Regions from separate parts of the Mus musculus genome. Here region 1 is linked to region 2. The links are chromatin contacts, called in public Hi-C maps. All regions are on one chromosome and are shown on one strand. The core of a region is the stretch at or near the end of the contact, and the rest is flanking DNA. Distances in the headings are between cores, read along the strand shown. Region 1 overlaps Stxbp4 (syntaxin binding protein 4). Region 2 has its middle 39 kb from the start of Gm42089.

Region 1 (3,949 bases), core at 727-3,226, 370 kb before region 2:
AATGGCTGCAAATTACATTATAAAGATTTCATGGTGTTTAATGGAGGGTTAAATGAAGTGGTACAGGCATTAGACCTGGACTACCCATGAAGATAGGGAAGAAAAGTGGGGCATAGAGACAGGTAATAAGTTTTCTCTGAGCTAGTCTTGGTCCTAGCATGTGGGAGGCTGAGGCAGGAGGATCGATTCACATTTCAGATTAACCTGTGCTGTATGTTTCAAGTCCAGCTTGAGCTTGCTACACAGCAAAAGGGTTTCTCCAAAAGGGTTTTGTGAATTTAGAGTCTTCCCTAAATTCCTTCTGATTATTGGGTGTGTTGTCCGTTCATTCGAGAGTATATCTGCAGAGCACTTTGAGAATCATCCTTCCAGACAGCGAAAAATGAGTTCAGAAACACAGATTAAGGAGATGGGCCACAACTTGCTTTAAAACAATTCTCATTCAACAGCCTTCTTCCTGCAGTAAGCCTTAATCTTTTTTTGAAAACTGTAAATATGACCTAAGACTGAGAAAGGTTTTCCAGTGAGTGGATGTCGGAAGCTGATAAGAGAAGCATTCTTGGGGCTCGGTAGCATAAATTACTAAGACATATCTTCTTGCAATCTGCTGTTTTCTCCCGTCAACCACTGACATTTGAAAGATTTACTGATTAGCTTATAAATTACAGAGCTGGTAACTGTTGTGGACTTGTAAGCTAATTACACGTTTGCAGCTGCAATTAATGCCTCCACTCTAGGGAACTTTAAGTGCTTATACCTAGAGAAAAGATAGTTTCATGTAATTTTTTTCTATTGTTAAAAAAGACGTGTAAATTACATTTCCAAACAGCCGATATTACCAGTTGAGTACCTCAAGAGATCCCTTAATAAATTATCTAGTCAGGCTGTGTAATGGCATAAATGATATGTTTATTTTTTTTCCAAAATAGCAACAAAAAAACAAAGAAAAGAATGATAGTCAGAATATTAATAGTTTCTTTAACCTTCTTGTGAGAGTTATTTTGGTCTTATAATTATTAGAGCCCACTATACAGGTGAACACACTGAGTCTTAGAGAATTAATTAGCAGAAAATGGGGGGGGGGATGAGTATCTAAGATAATGCCCTAGCTAGGACCCATCCAAAGCCTTTTCTTTTGTACTATGTTTTTGTTTGGTTTGTTCTGTTTTGTGTTACTTTGTGGATATAAATGCTGCGTGTGTGAAAGAGTACAGTGGCCTTTATCTGACCTATAGCTCTGTCTTAGTGCAGTGTGGCTCAGCCCAAGGAGGTATCTGCAGCTACAGAGATTTTCATCAGTCCCAATTGTTCTCAAAGAACTTGGCCTTCTCTTTCCTAAAGATTCATTGCAAAACTCTTGGGAGAAAAACCTTTCTTTTTTTTTTTTTTTTTCCCCAAAGAGGCGCAGTGGACCCGAGGTCTTTTGTCACTGTTGCCTCTGGAAAAATTCTGATTGAACTGCATATTTCAGATTCCCTTCTAACTGAGTTTGCCTATCCTATGCAATATTTAAAAGCATGTTTCGGCCGCTTTTCCTGATATGCTATTATGTCTTTGGTTTTTTCCTTTAAAATCTACCTTTGTAATCTGAATGGACGTCCTCCTCATACAAAGTGCCTGCGCAAATGTGGGCCGTACTTGTCGTGATTGGGATTTCAGGTTCAGTGTGGTACTGAGAGGGTTCTGGCTAAAATGTTCCTGACACGTGAGACTTTGCTGTTCTTTATTAGAAGACAGCCTGGGAGGCAAAGAGAAAATGAATTGCTGTGATCTTCTCTGGCTAAACCCTGCCCACTGCTGTTATCTTTTCTTTACTGCTTCCTCAGAAAGGCATCCTTGCGATGCACTAATCTTTTAAGCAGCCATTCAGGGGGAATTGGGCTAGAACTCTGCCACGGGGTCACATTCACCAGCCTGACAGTTATACATTTACAAAAGGAACGGTATGAATTTATTCAGCATCAAACCCTCTGCATCTCTTACCACCCAGACGCATTTCACACTGTATTACCATCACTGCACTAGGACAGCGGCATAAAGCCCATCCGGACTCTTCATTTAATTAGCCAGCGTTCTTTGAACAAAAATAAAAGTGCTGTTTTTATAGAAGAATAAAAGCTGCACAAAGTGAGTGTGAAGAGGGCAAATCATCAAATTAGTGATTCTCACTGCAGCTGCGCGGATTTCTGCCCTCCCTCTCCTCTCACTCACTCAGAGGGTTGTTTTGTTTTTTGTTTTTTGTTTTTTGTTTTTTATTGAATGGAAAATGGGGAGCAGGCTGGCCTCAAATGTGCTGGAGAGTCTGCCGATATCACCACATCCTAAGCTAGCTCGGCTGATGCTGGTACCTAAAAAGGCTATTTTAGAACATTTTCTGTAGTTGACCAAATAGGATGGGCTAGTAGTGAAGAACATCAACTAAGGTTCAGAACTCATCTGAACTACCCGAGTTCAAATCCCAGCCCCGCCACCTACAAATGGTTTTGTTTCTTAAGCTTCCTGATCTTTGCTTCCCTGTCTTTGAAAGGAGGATCGGATCGCTAGAGACTTCCCTCATTCTGCAGTGTGCAGTTCGCTCACTCGACAGCCTTAGAGCAAGGCTGGTGTTGTTAGTCCCAACGGTGAGAGAAGAAAGACCACCGCCCCAAATCATCATGGCCAAGTTAACTAAAGCAAGCCTTTTTATCCGAGTACACAGACTGCTCCCCCTAGGGTGAGGTCTGAGAGGTACGCATTGGACATAAGGAAAACAAGGGATGTGTAGCTCAAGGGCTGGGGGTCTCCAAGTGGGGGAACTCGGCAGAAAAGTGGGTGAGGTTATGTAACATATCCCAGAACAAAAGCCTAACAAGTTTTTAGGACCTGAAACAAAGATGCATCGTGGGCATAACAACAGTTAGTCCTAACTAGACGGCCCTAACAACCTGTCTGAAACACAGGCACCCTTGCAAGATGCTTAGTAACTTTTTGAAAGACATGATTGCAGTTCCTGGAACAGATAGTACGGAACCATATTAGTGGAGGTTACAGGTGGGGCATAGCCTAATCCTTGACAAAGATTTCATCATAGACAGCAATGAACCTAGTAGGTCTTTTACTCTAAGATGGCTTTTAAGCCTAAGATGGAGGTAGGCTAGTTCCTCGGTAGGTTAGCTGTTACCTATTGTGTGCTGAGCAGCAATCTGGTATGAAGTTGACCCAGGTATGTCATTGGTCACTTTCCTGGTCACCTGGGCTGGACTGACAGGTACTGGACATTAGGTAGATCCTCCTTTGGCTCCCATATTTTTGTTTCTGAAGTCACCCTTACAGGATAAGACAAGTGTTTTCAAACAGACGGGATAAAATTCTTTGAGCGACAGGTATAGAAGGCAGCTGGCTTCTCATACCACTCCATTTTGCACCCAGCTGCCAGATTAACTTTTTTAATAAGTCCGCTTTAGTCATTGTTTATATTTTTCACTACACTGGGTAGCTAGTCGAGGGCTTTCTGCACACCGACCTCAGCCCTCGGGCTGCCCTTTCTAAAGCACTCTCTCAGAAGTCTTCCAGTGTTCTGGATTCAGAGCCTTTCCCATGGTTCCATTTCTTCCAGAACCTGGTCCTTTCTCTCCCCAGCCTCTTCTAAAAACAGCCAAACAACCAAAAAACTGTTCCCCAATAAGGATGTCTCTACTCTAGTCAAAACGCACCTGGCATCCTATCTCCTATTCCAAGTCCCTTCTAGCTTATTTGTTCATGTTGTTGCTGCTGTTGTTTTGTTTTCTGGGTTTTTTGTTTGCTTTGTTTGGTTTTTACTTAACACTCCTTCCACTGTTTAGCTACATCACACCCATGCTCTAAACTGAGACAGAATAGATGAAATATTAGTTACCCACTTGATTTACACTGACATCTTATTCTATGGTTGTCTGTATAAAGTAGATGCTGACTTCATGTTGTTGGTGAG
Region 2 (3,948 bases), core at 133-2,632:
TTTATGCATGTGTGGATATGTACGCATGCGTATGAACATGGATGTGGAGGTGAAAGGTTGGATAGCTGCTTTTATTAGTCTCCACTTTATTGTCTGAGACAGGGTCTCTCACTGAGCCTGACCCTGGAGCTCCCTGAGTCCTGCTAGAGCAGGTGATCACGTCCCAGGGGTCCTCCTGTCTTTGGGGTTCCAGGCCCATGGTACCACACCCATCTTTCACATCAGTGCTTGGGATGGGAACACAGGTCCCCTGCTCTTGTAGGCAGTGCTTTTCTGAATGAGCTCTTTCCAGTCACAAGAGACGAAACTTTCTGACGAGAAAGTACACATATAAACTGGGCTGATGTTCATCGCAGCAGGACTAAGTGTTAAACGTTACCTCAAATACTTTTAGAGAACGGATTCATCAGAAACTGAAATTTTCAGTTGACCTCATCACTAGACCTGAGGTATGAAGAGGTAGGTCAATCTGGCCTTGGCCGCACAGCTTGTATTGGAAGAGAAATGGAATGTGATGGGCCGTCACACACAGAGACATAATACCCTGAAGTCTGTGTGCGTAGGCGTGATTCCTTAAAAATAACGACGTTGTATAGACTTGAATTAGTTTCATTATGTATTATACACACACCTTATCCACCCTACGTGTCTTTTAAACCTTATTCAACGTCCACCCCTCGGAGCTTGAAGGTCCTAGTAACCAGCCTCACTCTGAAACATGAGTGCTGAGATCTCGCATTTGGAGAACAAGTGTTGCGTGCTGAGCCTTTAGAGTGTCTTACCTTAAACAGTTGTTTTATTCACAAGGAGAGTGACCAGAGCGCAGATAGTAAGACAGAGCCTCTGTTTCCTCAGCCAATCAGGATGTCCATGTATTTGGAGAGCACAGGAGCCACAGTGGGGACAGTTGTTTTCTGCTGCATTTGTTGGTCTCTACCCAGTGTCCGTTCCCCAGTCTCACACCACCGTGCTTTTCTTCCCTAACGGAGCAGGATCCTTCAAGTGAAGGCTGGGTCCCCTTGCCCAGTGGGATGCATGAGCACTGTGCTGAGTTACCACCACTCGGATGGAAGGCTGGGCATTCAGTGTGCTCTCCGGCGCATACTCCTTACTGGGATCCTTGCCCCGGCAGTCATACAGCACACAGGAGACGAGGAACACCAAGAGCAAGATGACGTAGCTTGCGACCAGGATGATGAGGTTCAAGGTGACAGGGTCGATCTCCAGGTAGAACTCCATCCCCTCTCCCACAGTGGGGAAGCGTGTCTAGAGAAAGGCATTTGGGGTCAGTTTGGACATCGCAGGGAGTAAACACAAGGGCTACATTGACTCTGGAATAAAAATACAGTAATCTCCACTGCTCCGGGAAACCTCGGGGATTAGAGCTGCTCAGTTTAATAACTTAAGCTCTTTCGGTTAATACCTTAGCCACTGACACTGGAGAGAGGAGTGTGGGAGGGAGATGGAGAGGGAATGAGGAGAGAGAGAGAGAGAGAGAGAGAGAGAGAGAGAGAGAGAGAGAGAGAGAGAGAGAAAGAGAGAGAGAGAGAGAGAGAGATAGATTTGAGCAAAAGTGTTGCTAATGAGGGCATAGCCACTAACCTGGATTGTCAGAAAGCCATGACATGTGTCCCATTGCTGGCCTTTACCTCATGAAAGCTTAATGTGAGTTATGGAGTGATATGGGGTGCCACGCCTTGGGGATTTGCATCAGCATTGTTTTCTTGTTTGTTTTATTTTTGTTTTTGTTTTTGCTTTTGTTTTTGTTTTTCAATCAGGAGTTAAGTAACAGTGCCCAGTAGGTAGATTTGCTGTGGTGGTTTGAATAAGAATGGTCCCCACAGAGGCCTGTGTTTGAATAATTGGTCTTCTTTTGGTAGAACTGCTTGGGAAGGACTGGAGGTGTGTGGCCTTGTATGAAGAGGTGAATCACTGGGAGTGGGTTTTAAAGTTTCAAAAGAGTCAAGACATTCCAAGTGTGCCTCTGTCCACCTTATTTATTTATTTATTTATTTATTTATTTATTTATTTATTTATTTATCCACCTCTTGCTTGTGGCTCAGGATGTGACTTTTAAGTGTCCCAGATGCCATAGCAATTCCTGATGCTGGTGCATCGCCATCACGGATTCTGATCCCTGGAAAACGTTAGCTCAATTAAATATTGTGTTTTATAATCTGCCTTGGTCATAGCGTTTGTCAGAGCAATGGGAAGATAATTTAGATATCACCATCCTTCATATTTTTTTTCTTTTCACTTGTCAGTCTAAATATCCTTCTGAAACAGCTCCTAGGTTTCCTGATCTTCATGAATGGAATTGTTTCATAGTTCTGGAGAGAGAACAGATATTAAACAGTTCATTGCACAAAGCATCATTTAAGGGTAATGGGGTGGGCTGGAGTCATGGCTCCACAGTTAGGGCACTTGTTGCTCTTGAAGAAGAACTGAGTTCAGTTCCCAACACCCATGCTGAGTGACTCACAACTGCCTGTAATTGAAGCTCAGGGAGATGTAGTGCCTCTGGCTTTGAGGGCACGTGTACTTGTGTGTACGTTTTCACACACAGGCATACACATGTATATATAATTAAAAATAAGGCTTAAAATGTAAAAGATAGAGGTTAGGAATACATTTATATATGGACTAGAATAAGTTATTCCTTTATTTATAAATTTTCCTACCTCACTTGAAGTCCTGTCCCATAATTACCCGGCTTCTCTTCCTTATGACTGACACAGATGCTCAAGCCTCTTCCTAGAAAGCTCCGTTGTTGTCATTTTGAAATTATTTGTATTGGGTCCCTGTCACAGCAAATCTTCATTATTAACTTGCCTGGATTTAGAATCACCTAGTTGATTAGTGGAGCTCATCTAGGGGTGTGTCTGTCTATAAGAGCATTTCTAGAGAAGATCAACCCAGGAGGGAGACTTACATTAAATATGGGTGGTGCCACCCAACAGGCTAGTAGTCTGGACAGAGAAAAGGAGAGAAGAGCGCAAGGTTAGTATTTCACCGTTCTCTGCTTCCTGGACCATGGCATGGCCTTCTCTGCTCTACTACACCTTCCTTGCCGTGATGCACTGTTCCCTCCCAATCCACCACCCGAAAGGAGTCCTTCCTGAAGCTGCTTCTGCAAGGCATTTGGATACTATGATAAAAAGCTAATTAAGAACTTCCCACAATTTATTTCCTTTCCTTGGTTTTAGTATGTGTATTTTTGGTCATACAGGACATCAATGGCCATTTCCCTAATGATAATGGCAGTCTCTTGATGCGCCTAGTTAAAGGCTGATGCATCCAGAGGTTGAGGTTGGCAGGTTTTTTTTTTTTTTTTGTTTCATTTTTGATTTAGCATTATTAAGCTCTAGTGAGCAACTTCTTGCAGCACCCATTTGTGAAGAACTTCCACAGGAACCCGAGGATTCAGCAATGCTTTAGAGGAGTGGTTCTCTGGTCCCATATCAGATATCCCGCATATCAGATATTTACATTGTAATTCATAACAGTAGCAAGATTATATTTATGAGGTAGCAACATAAATAATCTTATGGTTGGGGGTCACCATATTATGAGGAATTGTATTAAGGGGTGATACCATTAGGAAGGGTGAGAACCACTGCTTAATCTTTAGGAGATCTTTTTCCAAATAAAATATTCTATGGCTTAGTGGTTCTGGACTCAGAATGAGTGTTCCTCATAGGTTGTACATATGGGGCCATCCTTCTTGGACTCCATTGAGCTTCTTATTAGTGCAATGCCTGTATCATACCCAGGCTGACCTGGCGAAGATCTTTGAGACTTGAATCTTGGAGTCTGCATTAATAGGACTCTTCATGGATAATTTTGCTATGTAAGTATACGGAGTCTTCAGCATAAACTATGAAAGCAAAGTCTATGGCCATATTGCTTTGAACGTGCCCAGTCTCTTTCTAGTCTTGGAAGCCAAGC

Evidence for each region. Hi-C and Micro-C count contacts between places; a contact is called where the count stands out from the background.
Region 1: a Hi-C map of rod photoreceptor shows a contact between it and region 2, with 2.4 times the contacts expected there. The contact joins two enhancer-like sites. A contact is called at or near these places in 3 of 39 promoter capture datasets (the 3T3-L1 cell line, the HPC-7 cell line and frontonasal cranial neural crest) and 4 of 484 Hi-C or Micro-C datasets (the HPC-7 cell line, liver, nephron progenitors and 1 more).

Annotation. Positions count from the first base shown.
Region 1 is chr11:90,550,763-90,554,711 of GRCm38.p6, reverse strand. The region is part of intron 12 of Stxbp4 (syntaxin binding protein 4); the gene reads left to right. Among named protein-coding and RNA genes, the nearest start is that of Gm34850, 80 kb to the right of the region's middle. Within about 2 kb of position 1,976, at least 16 of the 459 cell types and tissues checked have an H3K27ac peak or open chromatin away from gene starts, as enhancers often do. A contact at or near this core is called in rod photoreceptor, where this site is marked.
Region 2 is chr11:90,185,070-90,189,017 of GRCm38.p6, reverse strand. No RefSeq gene overlaps it. Among named protein-coding and RNA genes, the nearest start is that of Gm42089, 39 kb to the left of the region's middle. Within about 2 kb of position 1,382, at least 2 of the 459 cell types and tissues checked have an H3K27ac peak or open chromatin away from gene starts, as enhancers often do. A contact at or near this core is called in rod photoreceptor, where this site is marked.